2 separate regions of the Triticum aestivum genome follow, and region 2 is linked to region 1. A link is a contact called in public Hi-C data. All regions are on one chromosome and are shown on one strand. The core of a region is the stretch at or near the end of the contact, and the rest is flanking DNA. Distances in the headings are between cores, read along the strand shown.

Region 1 (6,529 bases), core at 1,877-4,376:
GCAGTTTTGGCACCGAGCTAGGCTCAACGAACGCCATCGCCCATCGACAGGCAGGCCAAAAGGACACACGCATAGTATGCCACCCGCAAAGAAAAAGCACATAGTATGCACTGTCACATTATAAGTATTAACCATGCCTGCTAGAATTTGCCATCCGTGTAACAATACCCATCAGCAAATGCACCTGATACAAAGTTTGACTTCAGATAAATCTGAGTAAGAAAAATGATGAAACTATTAAAAAGATCATTGCTCACCTCGCACTCTCATAAAGGTCCGTGCTACATGTAGCTCTTAATTTACAACCCGCTTCTCTTCTCTCTCCTCTTATCTCTCTTACAACTTAGGCTCTGTTTGGAAGCAAATGTCGTATTCAAACCTCAGTATTTTGATACTACGGTTTTTTATAGCGGCGACAATGAATACTGTAGTTTATGAAACCAACAGTCTTTCTAAGTATTGCAGAAACAGTGGTATGTTTGGAAATCAAAAGTATATAACGTTGCAATAGGCCACCAGTAGACAAAGCCTTTGTTGTGTTTCTCAGTTTTAAAAAAAGAGGTCCCATCCTTTTTTTATACTGCAATAATACTATAGTTTTGTGGATATTGTAGTTTATAATACTAAATTTTTTATTACACCCAAACACCTCAAAGTATTTAAAACCATATTAAAAAAAATTGTAGTATTCTTGAAATACTTTGCAACCAAACACTACATTAGCAATCAATACTTAACCCTTATAACCCGCTTACATCACCTTATTGTACTTGCTCTAAAGGGTCCAACTAACAAAAATCTCTTCAATCAAGTTAGATGGGTCAAGTAGATTTTGTAGTTTGCAAAGTACACGCCCAATTAGAGCGCTTGTTTTTCTAAAAACACACACACTTGTTGATGCATTAATCTATACTAACCGCAGCGCATGCATGTGCACCACATTCTCAAAAAATAAGCATGGATAGTCACATGCACTGGTTGTTGGATTTCATGATTAATTCTATAATTTAAATTATGATTAAAGCAACAATTAGCATGTATATGTCAAACATAGTAGATGCAATAAACAACATGATCAACAACATTACACATGTAACAACAATCATAATTAGAGATTGGATCATATTACGATGCACAAGCTGATCGTTTGTACATGAAGTAATAGTGGCGGCTGCAGAGGCGATGTTGTTGATGACGATTTAGCGAAGACCGGTCAAAGCAGACAGCAGCAGAGACGACGGTGCGCGACACCGCCCGACTTGGAAGGAAGACGACCCATGGTGACGAACGTAACGAGTCGCACTTAGTGCTTTCCAAAAACCTAATTCATTGTCTCCCGATGCAGGATCACAAGAGCGAAAGATTCCCGACACACGCTCTCCCACTCGGCGATGCACACCGATATTTGGGATGGAGAAGACTACAACGGCGACGCAAATAGCAAGGCGAGGTAAAAAAACTCGATTTTGATGTATATTTGGTCGTGTCCGGTAAATCATATGTGTAGGAGAAACCACTCGGTCTCATGTCGTGTTTTACAATCCAAACCTACTAGGTTTCCTACTTGAAAACTTATTGGTCATGTTTTAACTCCAAATTTTATTTGTCAATAAACCAACAATAAAACATCAAAAAGAAAGTTGTGCTCCTGCAAGGCCACGAACCGTTCACACGCATGCGCACGTCCGCGCCCTTTGCCCCAGGCCTGTGCTCAGCGAAACGAGGCGAGGCGGGCTCGGGCGTGTGGGGTTCTCTTTCTCTGCTCGTACCAATCACTTAGTGGAGTCGGAAGGCTCCACCATATGAGTTCGTCTCACACCACCTCCCCCAGCACCATGGGACTAAATATCGGACCTCGACATCTTTCATTTATACATGGGCCTTTGAGATTTACTTAGAAATTTTTTATATGCACATGGGCCAAGCCCATTAATTCTAACATTATTGTCATTTTATTTAATCATTGCACACAACAATTTAATGCATATTTGAATCAGAATACCCCCACCAATCCATAATAAGTGTTATCACTAGGATGCCGAGTTTCTAAACTCGAGCTCAAATGCTCCTGCATGAACCGTAAATTTTAAAAAATAGAAATAAAATAAAAAATTCTGAAAATTTTATGTGGCAAGCTTTAAAGAATGTTTTAAGTGCACGTAAAATTTCATCACAAAATCACATCCGTGCAAGGCATGGTAAAAAAACAATATCGACGCTATGAAAATGTTAATTTCAAACGCATTTCGAGCACTGTTTTTTGTTTTTGCCACGACTATCTCTAATGTGATTTCGTGATGAAAAATTGCATGCACTTCAAACATTTCTTAAAGTTTGCCGAAATACCATTTTTTTGAAACAAATTTGATTTTATTGTTCACAACAGGAGCATTTGAGCTCGAGATTAGAAGCATACTTTCGTTATCACCACACTTATTATGGATCAGAGGGAATATTTAGTAAACAAAGTGGAAATTAAGTTAATTGTGGTAGACGCTGCACCGCTGCACATGGTATATACTCACCAGCAAATGCGTCTGATAGATGTATAAATCATGCGTGATAGACGTAGTATTGATCATACTACGTGCTAGAATTGCAATGCTCATACATATTCCTCTCTCCGTCTGGAAATACTTGTCGCAGAAATGTATAAAAATGGATGTATCTAAAACTAAAATATGTCTAGATACATCCATTCCTCGGACAAGTATTTTGGGACCGAGAGAGTAATACCCATCAGCAAATGCGCCTGATACGGTCGTATCATCAGGGCGTATGATACCGACAAGAGCCAATCAGCGGGAGTAGACTGGTAGTAGGAGTATCTTGGACTCCTCTGTCGGCGGAGCTACAAAATCTTGTGCTGCGTCAATGCAGACATGGGTGCGCGGCGGCGTGTCAAGCAAGTGGCACTGCATGCACACAGTAACTACGCCTCATCACTCTTTCCGCAACTACTCCTAGACTGTAAATGAGCCACGATAGATCCCAGATTTGTACTGCTGCCGAACTTTCGGAGTAACAGAGATAAACTAATTGCTCCACCATCCTGCACACCAAGCCTGATCAAATACTTTTAAGTTTAACTCGCTCGCAGATCGATTCGTCTGCAAATGACCTGGTGCCGCATTTTTTAACACATTTTTTAGTCACCTCCTCGATGGCCCCCCACTGCAAAATCCAACTGTAAATCCCGCATTGATGGCGTCCAGTTTTTAATTGCTCCCTCCATTTTTTATCCTGGCTGCGTGGGCCCGCCCTGTCAGTCCTCGGTGACCACCTTGCCTTTCACACGGACGGAGTATAAACCCTCTCTGTTACTACGCCGCGCCGCGCCACGGCTTCCGCTGCACGCCATTACCGAAGCGCCCCCTCCTTCGCCAAGTGTCCCCCTCCCTCCTCCGGCCAATGTGACTTGCTGTCGAAGCCGCGGTAGGGGAAGGAGCGATGGTGGTCAGGTGCGTGCACGCCGATGCGGGTGGCTTCCGGCTCTGGCCGGTCTTCTCGGCCGCCACCATGCGGAGGAAGCTTCTTGAGGTGCTGACGTGCGGCGGCGGCGGCGGTTCTTGTCGCGGCCGGACGTCCTTCCGGTCGCCCCAGCCGCGCGCGCAGTCGCAGCCGAGGCCGCGGTCCGACCGCCTCGCGGAGCTGCTCAGGGCGGAGCCGTCCGAGTGCGGCGACGACGAGGGCGAGGCTGACGCGGCCGCCAGGAAGTCGGCGGCGCTGGAGGAGCTCAAGGTCGTGGTCGCCGCCCTTCAGGATGGAGAGGGAGACGTTGCCGGCGGCGTCTCGTGGCGTGTCGAGGCGGCCACGGTCGTGCGGAGGAAGGCCAAGGACGACGCCATGGCCAGGGAGATGCTCGCGATGCTCGGCGCCATCCCGCCGCTCGTCGCCATGCTCGACCAGGGTGGAGGCGGCGAGGAGCTCCTGGCCGCCGCGCTGTACGCGCTCCTCAACATGGGGATCGGCAATGACACGTGAGTTTTCTGTTCCGCCACGCGCTCCTCTGTTTCTTGTTGATCAGATCTGGGGTGCTCGGCTTCTGATTCTGCAGGAGGTGTTTGGTTTGATTCGCAGGAACAAGGCCGCGATCGTCCAGGCCGGCGCCGTGCACAAGATGCTCCGCATTGCCGAGGGCGCGTCCGGCGCTCTGACGGGGGCGCTCGTCGCCAACTTCCTCTGCCTCAGCGCGCTGGACGCGAACAAGCCCATCATCGGCGCCTCCGGGGCCGCGCCCTTCCTCGTGCGCGCGTTCGAGGCCGCGGCCACGGAGCAGGTCCGGCACGACGCCCTGCGCGCGCTGCTCAACCTCTCCATCGCGCCGGCGAACGCGCCGCACCTGCTGTCCGCGGGGCTCGCGCCGTCGCTGATCGCCGCCATCGGGGACATGTCGGCGTCGGACCGCGCCCTCGCCGCGCTCTGCAACGTCGTGGCCGCCTGCCCCGAGGGCCGGCGCGCGGTGAGCCGCGCCCCGGACGCGGTGCCGGTGCTCGTGGACGTGCTCAACTGGTCCGACGACGCCGGGTGCCAGGAGAAGGCCGCGTACGTGCTGATGGTGCTGGCGCACCGGAGCTACGGCGACCGCACGGCCATGGCGGAGGCCGGCGCCACGTCGGCGCTGCTGGAGCTGACGCTGGTGGGCACGGCGCTGGCGCAGAAGCGCGCGTCGAGGATCCTGGAGATCCTGCGCGCCGACAAGGGCAAGCAGGTGGCGGACGCGTCCGGCGTCGTGGCCACGGTGTCGGCGCCGCAGGAGCGCGGCGGCGGCGGAGGGCGGTGCCAGGAGGAGGAGGAGGCGGAGGCAGAGGGGGAGGCCTGCTGCATGAGCAACGAGAAGCGCGCCGTGCGGCAGCTGGTGCAGCAGAGCCTGCAGAGCAACATGCGGCGGATCGTGCGGCGGGCGCGGCTCCCGCAGGACCTGGCGCCGCCGGACGGCCTCAAGGCGCTCACCTCCTCCTCCACCTCCAAAAGCCTGCCGTTCTAAGCCCCACCGCAGGTAAAAAAAAAAAACAAGTTCATCCACATTCCTTGCTTCAGTGCCACACAATGGCAGTAACAAATACAGTTCGTCGCACTAGTTGTTTTTGTCAGTTGATCACCCCACTGTCATGTCAATGTTCTACTGTAGCATTTTGTCTGCCACCACCAGATCAGTCGACCAACAACGGCTAACTAAACAAGGAATCTAATCACGGGGATTTCCATCCTTGCTTCTAATCACGCTGTCACAGATGACAGGACCCACCAAAACAAAATGTAGTTTCTGCATTAATCTGATAGTGGTCGTACAAGTTAAGAGCTTCTAGTAGTAGTGTTAGTCCACACAACACAGCACACAAGTGCAAAGCTCGATCGGTTTTAATAAAGAAATCGAGTGTCATCCATTTCCCAGTTGGGAGTTTTAAGAAAACCAGGGTGGAAGTGGAACTGGAAGCAGGGTCAATCCTATCCGAGCCTTCTCCACTTTGGTCGGCGTCGTGCTTCGCCTCGAGGGACGCCATGGCCATCGTTGCTCTCCGGCAAAGTAAGCGCGCGCGCGCCCCAACAGTGTTGGGGCCAAGCGCGGCCATCGTGCCCTGGTCCAAAAGTCCTCCCGGCCGGTCAGGACATCATAACGCTCGCGTTTGGACTACCGCTGGTACTGGAGTACTATACTGGTACTCGTACAACACTACACTAGCAGTAGGAGTGTTATGGAAGGAATAGTAGATACATCTTCTGCCCATCTACTGTGCTTGGATTACATTTTTAGCAGATTAAAATAAACCGATCTCTGACCCTGTTCTTGTATCAGGAGGAGAGGCGACTTTGTTGCATGACAGTGGGCAATGGTGGTGCAAGCGTTGGAGGCCGGGAATCTCATCTCTTGGTGCCTGTGGACGGAGTGATGGGCGATGCTTGTTTATGCTCTGCCATGACGGAGCTCACGTGCTCGGATGCATCGGCAGACGGGCGCCGAGATGTTCTTCTTTCTCCTCCTAATCGCTTTTGCTTTTGGTGTTTTAACCGCGCTTCTTCCCAGCTTTTGTATATGTGATAGTTCTAGTTAATTTACTATTAGTCGTATACTACACCTAGTGCCTGGTAGTAGTGGTCAGCGTCAGCCATGGCTTGCTCTTTAATCTTTACCTGTGTGTGCACATGACATGATCTTTTCTTGGAGTGGGAGAGGGGAGGTGTTTTAGAGGTGGTGGTAGAAAAGAGAGGATGCAGTGGAGGGTGATTGATACAGTGCTACTATCTTAATGTTGGACCATTCATCATTCGGTCTTTGCCAGGCTGAAAAACTCCCACGGTCCATGTGTTTCAGCTTTTGCTCCATGTTCATTCGGCACAACTGCTTTGCTTCCAGATTGACATTGGTCTCAATCTAACCACTACCACCGCAAAGATGGTCCAGATTGTTGAGGTGGTCACTGTCACATGGGGCAATCTTGGTACAAATCAATTTACAAACTACTGTACACATAGTTTCAGAACAGGCATCGTATCTCGTTCAGGTACTGTATTGGCATTTATTTGTGAG
Region 2 (6,529 bases), core at 1,923-4,422, 210 kb before region 1:
TTGCAGTTTTTAATGAAAGATAGATTTCTAAACAAGCAATTTCACGAGCATGTAGGTTGAAATTCTAGAAATTTTGCTCAAACTGAAATAGACGCGCACATGCAATTATTAGCATGCACTATAATCAAGTTAAATGTAATATATGGGCCTTTGTGGAATTCCTGAACCTCATTGAGTCCAAAACATATTAATAACAAGCAAGAACAGTTAAATTGTGCAGCACATGCCATAGGAAAACCAAAAATAAAAGCGACATCGTTCCCTTATTTTATGTGGCAGGTGCTGTTCAGTAAGAAAATAAATATTTGTTAACAAATACTCCACCAGAAAGGTGAATTTTAATTCATTTGTTTGTCCTGACAGAATTAAATTATCTCCTAACAAGAAAGGTGAGTGAGGCTCCTTCAATTTGAAATGCTTGAGAATTCTTGTTGGTAATGCAATGCAACTTCATTCATGCATGTAAGCTGTTATCCTAGGTTTGTTTGTATGCCTTATATGATACTATCTGATAGAGCTAACAATAAATTGAGGCAAATTTCAGAAAGCAATACAGGTGCTCCTAAAAAGCAGGACAATCCTACCTGTCCGGAATTCCTGCTGATTGCAGCTTGTTCTCTAAGAAGAGCTTGTTCTGAGTCTCCAGACTCTTCCACGTCGAACTTTGCTCTGTCAAAGTCTCTCAAGTCAAGGAGGGAAGCATGCTGTTGCTTCACTCTGAGACTAGATCGAAGCCGATAGAATTCCTGTGTTGAATTGTTGGGTTAGCAACTTTTCAGAATTATGAGAGAAGTCTAGCCGTTCTATATGCGGTGTCCAAACTTCAAAGAGTGTTGCTCCACAGCAAACTTTATAATTCATGGTTATTATGACTGGGGAGAAATTAATAGAAACCTTGATTTAATATTGGAGCTAAACAAACTGTAATTGTGAAGAATGTGATTACTTAGTGTAAGAGGGATTTATTGGAACCTGCGTCAGGTCTTGCAAAATCTCCATATGACGGGTCAATGTATGAGATAGAACTTCCGAGCCTCCTGATGATACCCAGGTTTGCATTTGAGAATTAACTTGCTGAAGTTGCTTTAGTGATCTTTCTATATCAGTCTCGATATCATTCTCTGAACCATCCGATTTCATAGAAACCAATTTACGGTATGCAATCATTTGGTCGTCTAACTGAGCTTCCAACCTCCTCGCCTACAAGCAGAAATAGTACAGTAACAACTTTAGCCATACACACACATACGTCAAATACCATCTATCAGCCTACTCATAGCTTCATGAAACCATAAGGCCATCTTCAACGCAAGTCGCTTATGCAGGTGCTTAGGGAAATAAAAAAGATACCATAAAATTAAAAAAAAAAACCCAGCAGTTTATAGACGCTAACCCGTAGGCGCTAATAAAATCGTCCAGTGCAGCAGCGTTTTATCCGCGGCAAAAAAGGCCCAAGCTCCCGATTCAATTTCTTGGGTCGACGCCTCACCTGACGCCAGGAATCGATGACCTAACTGCTAATCGACAAGGATATCCATCCTGGCGCCTCTCTGTTAGCGCCCATGTTTGGCATGCTCTAATGCAGCAGTCGTATTCAGAAAGTGACATCGTTACAGAAAATAAGTTGGCATGGCACCTTCCTATAGCCTATCAAAGGATGGGTTCAGCCATAGACTCATACCGTACAGTCCGAACACACTAACCGTAAGCACCTAGCTCTCATGAACAAGACTAACACCGCATTACATTACTAGATACTCCATAAGCACGATTACACAACCGAACCAACAAAAGCATCAGATGCAGAAGGGACAGTTTGCTAGGATCAAAACTATAGTCCGTTGCACACTAGATTAGTGTCACATTGCTCCAAGCCCACCCATGTTAGTCAAAGAAATGGGCCGCCGAGGAGCACAGTTTTTAGAACATGGACACCATGAAACTAGTCTTGGTGTCACGAAAAATCTACAATTCCAGAAGATGAAGAAAAACGCATTTCGCTCCACAGACATGGACTGCGGATTCGACGGACGAGGCGCTCCAATTTTACATGGCACTAATAAAAACGGCTGGTGCAGCAGCGTTTTACCCCGCACAGCCAAAAAGGCCCAAGCGTACAATTCAATTTTTTGCGTCGGCGCCTCACCTGACGCCAGGAATCGATGACCTAATCACGTAACAGCCAATCGACCAGGATATCCATTCTGGCGTACCTCTGTTAGCACCCACGTTAGGCATGCTCTAATGCAGCAATTGCATTCAGTAGTGACATCATTACAGAAAAAAAGTAGGCACGATGCCTTCTTAGCCTAGCAAAGGGTAGGTTTTGCCATAGACTCGTACCATACAGTCGGACCACACTAACCGTAAGCACCTGGCTCTCATGAATAAGACGAACACCGCATTACACTACTACTAGATACTCCATAAGCACGATTACAACATCGAGCCAACAAAAGCATCAGATGCAGAAGGGACACTTTGGTAGGATCAAAACTCTAGTCAGTTGCGCACTGGTTCAGTGTCACATTGCTCCGAAGATCAAAGGTATAACTGCGGCACAGTTTTTAGAACATAGCCACTATGAAACTAGTCTTGGTGTCACGAAAACTCCACAATTTCAGAAGATGAAGGAAAACGCATTTCGCTCCACAGACACAGGCTACGGATTAGACGAGCGAGGCGCTCCAATTTTACGTGGGTCGCCTCTGATGAATTCAGCGGGCAGTGGGGGAGAATCGTCGGTGCGAGGACCACAGCGGCAGCGCAGCACACCCACCGCGCGGCGCAGGCGCCGGCCAGGGCCGGATCTCGGGCGAACGGACGCCGGCGAGCGAGCGAGAGAGAGAGCGCGACGCGGGGATCCAGGATGGGGGGGGGGGGGGGGGGGGGTATTCACCTGCTTGCGAAGGGCGTCCCAGGACGACGCCTCCATGGCTCCGAAGTCCTCGGCGGCGCCGTCCTAGTGATCCGCCGGGAGATCTCGGCGGGGGGCGCGGCTGGATCTCGCGCGGGCGCGGCGAGCGAATCAGTGGGAGAGGGTTGGAAGGGGTGGGTTGCCCGATGCGTTGGGGAGGGAGAGGGAGAAGCGTCAGGTCGGGGGCACCGTGGTGGTCAACTGGTCGGGTGAGGCTCGGTGGCACGGTGCAGCCACCAATCCGGGGGCCCCCTTAATCGAGAAAGCCACGGCAGCATAGTGCACAATTTTGCATTTTTGGTCTACCAAACTTCAAATTTATTTAGGGAAACGTTTGGGGCCGGGGCGCCGGCCGAACCACTCGGCCGGTCGCGTCCACGCGCGCTTCGTCTCAGCCATCCATCAAGCGACACGTAGGATCTCGCCCCATCCCATCCCCGTCTCCCAGCTCCGCGGATCTCGCCCCATCCTCGTCCCCTGCCCCCGCGCGGCCCCATCCCCGTCTCCCAGCTCCGCGGATCTCGCCCCATCCTCGTCCCCTGCCCCCGCGCGGCCGTCCTCATCGCCGGTGGTCACCCGCGCCGGCCGTCCCCATCGTCGTTCGCCGTCCTCGCTCGCCGGCCCCGGCGGAAGCTGGAACCGCGTCGTGGCCTGCTGCAACCGGTGCCCAGGAGAGCTGCCATCATGGATGGCGAGCATGGTGACGACGAGCTGCGAGGACGGCGGCGCTCGCGCTGCAGACATGGCGGAGGCATTGCAGAACCTGCCGCACGCCCTCATGCTACAACCGTTAACCAAAATGCTTCAAACCAAGATGAAAAAAGCTTCAACCAGATACACCAAAAGCTGCAAGCAGTCATTGCCATGGCGGAGTGCTACAACCGTCGACATAAAATGCTACAACCCTTGATGAAAAAGCTTCAACCCGAAACGATAGAGAAAGCATTAACCAAGGCTGCTACAAAGAAAAAAGCTGCAACCGTTGGTAAAAAAGCTTCGACCGTAGATGAAAAAAGCTACAACCATTGAAAAAGAAAGCTACAACCATACACTGCGAACCAGAAAAGTTGCATTCGTTGTAGACAAAGCTTCAATCGTATGTGTGAAATGCTTCAACCTACAGTCAAAGCTTTTCTGAAAACGATGGAAACTTTTATCTTTATCTTTTTTTATGTTTTGCTACAACCACGTCATTTTTTTGCTGCAATCAGCAACCATAGAAGCTACATACGGTTAACATTTTTGCTACAATGATGACGGCGGGCTGCAGCGGTAAGCTTTTTTGCTGGAAGCGATAAACTTTTTTGCTACAACCGGTGTCGTTTTTTGTTGGAACCAGCAAGAGCCTCGGGTGGGCACACGGCGAGGTACAACGCGAGCACAACAACAGGTGCTGCGGCTGGCGGCCGGCGCCACCGGAGATGCGGCGAGGGCGGGGACCGGCGACGAGGACTGGCGGCGAGGGCGGGGTCCGGCGGCGACGAGGAAGACCGGCGAGGGCGGGGACCGGCGACGACGACGGGCGGCGAGGGCGGGGACCGGCGACGACGACGGGCGGCGAGGGCGGGGTCCGGCGGCGACGAGGAAGACCGGCGAGGGTGAGGACCGGCGACCACCGGAGGGGACAGGAGGCGCGGCGCCGCGCTCCCCGAACGGGACATGCGGATCCCTCCCGAGGAAGAAGAGAGCTGGGGGGCGATTTCAATTTTCTTTTTGCTCGGATCCAACGGCCCGGGCTGGACCGGCCGAAACTTTCGGCCGGCGCGCCGGCGCCTATAAGTGCCCATTTTTTATGAGAAAAGAAACAACTTCTTTTTGCAAGGAGCTACCAAACTACCGGGCCCCACTTGATCGCGGAATTCTAAAAACGCGGGAATAGGAAAATATAGGAATGAAATGTCATGTTCACCTGTGTAGATTTCCTTCCCGTAATTATTTCAGGAAAGGTAGCGAAGCGCGTCCCCGCCGGCGGCCACTCCGGCCCCGGCGTCCACCTTCCCCTCCCTCGCCGGTGGCCATCGAGGCCTCGGCGCCCACCCTCCCTCGCCGGCGCCCACCCGGGCCCCGGCGCCTTCCTTTCGCCTGCATCGTCTCCGTGCGGGAATCGCCATGGCCTCCGGCTCCGCTAGCCCGGCCTCGGTCTCATCCAGACTCCAGCCCATCGTCTCCAGCCTGGGGTTGTCTGCATCGTCCGGATCGGGGGAGCTCTCGACTGGGGCTGGAGGCGCGCCGGCTGGGGCCAACCCTGGGCCTGCCGCGGGCTCCGCCGTGCCGTGGCGCAAACCTGGGTCGTCGCGCAAGGCGCTGTGGCGCAAAAGAAAGGCTTTTCGTAAGCAGCAGGCGGCGGCGGGTGGAGCTCGGCCACGTTCGTCGCGTTCCCCGGCTTCATCGCCGGAGCGAAGGGAGATCCCGGCGGACCTGTTCGGTCTCTGCTTCAACTGCTTTCGCGAGGGCCATCGTCGGGAAGATTGCTGGTTCCCTCCGCTCTGCATCCAGTGTGGCCTGGAGGGTCACATATCCACGGACTGCAAGCGGCCTCGGAGCCCCAGGTCAGAGGAGGATCTCCGACATGATGCGGTGGCTAAGGTAGCGCGAGCGTCGCAGCCGTCGATGCAGGCCGGACCTGCGAACAGGCTGTCACTGGCGACTAGGCAGGCCACTCCCTTGGAGAGGCCCTCGCCAGTCCCGGCTGACATCGCACCTGTGGGGTCTGGGCAGGCTTCGGCTGCCGCTGCTGCTACCGGGAGTATCTGTGTGCTTCGCCGGACGCAGGAGACGGAGGATCTCGAGCAACGTCTGAGGTTGGCGGTGGTTGCCTATGTGGGAGGAACACGGCCTGCGGTGTCTTGCCAGGAGGCGACGGAGGCCTTGTCGGAGGAGTTGCGCATACCCCGCCATCGTTTCTCCGTTCACAAATACCACCCTGAGGATTTCTTGGTTGTTTTTGCGGCGCCGGAGTTGCGCAACAGAGCTTTGGCGGCGAGCACCGTCGAGCACGGGTTCTTCAAGCTGTTCGACAAACCGTGGCTCAAGCTGTAGGAGATATGCCCTAGAGGCAATAATAAATGATATTATTTATCTCCGATTTCATAATTATGTTTATGTTCCATGCTATAACTGCAATGATTCTCGAGTCTGCAATATCCACGAGGCTCGGAGGAAGACTCATATGCACGTGTGGAATAATAAACGGTAAGAAGTTTCCTAGTCTGGCCTCTAAGACTAGCTCAAGTGTTGCATGATGGTTCTGTTTTCCTGATCATGGGCATGTCAATGCCAGCAACTTTGAGGGCACAATGTTAAGAGAACATTTGTGTTGAATCGACCCAGATTGATGTTATGCTATGAGATACATTCGTCACAAGTTAATGGTTTATAACACAGAGATAGTTAATGTTTGCATAATTCCTTAGACCATGAGAGTATCGAGTTTCTTCATGCTTGCTTCATGAACTTTGGGGTTTGTTAAACGTCATCCGTAACTGGATGGCTATTACGGCGGCTTACGGGTTCATGGGAAAGTATGTTAATTAACTTGATAGCTCGAGATTGGGATTTGCTCCTCCGGCGATGGAGAGATGTACTCGGGCCCTCTCGGTGTTATGGTGTCCA

Evidence for each region. Hi-C and Micro-C count contacts between places; a contact is called where the count stands out from the background.
Region 2: a Hi-C map of leaf shows a contact between it and region 1, with 2.4 times the contacts expected there. The contact joins the promoter of LOC123121638 here to the promoter of LOC123121636 in region 1. A contact is called at or near these places in 3 of 5 Hi-C or Micro-C datasets (leaf and an unstated tissue) and 1 of 1 datasets of contacts at active chromatin or transcription factors (leaf).

Annotation. Positions count from the first base shown.
Region 1 is chr5D:343,716,895-343,723,423 of IWGSC CS RefSeq v2.1, reverse strand. LOC123121636 (U-box domain-containing protein 7) reads left to right here and starts at 3,126. Exons shown (of 3, transcript XM_044541651.1): 1 at 3,126-3,980; 2 at 4,081-4,999; 3 at 5,798-6,148. The coding sequence starts at 3,451. The coding sequence ends at 4,987.
Region 2 is chr5D:343,929,042-343,935,570 of IWGSC CS RefSeq v2.1, reverse strand. It overlaps LOC123121638 (Golgi SNAP receptor complex member 1-1), which reads right to left and starts at 3,172. Exons shown (of 5, transcript XM_044541653.1): 1 at 2,900-3,172; 2 at 973-1,200; 3 at 585-746. The coding sequence starts at 2,935.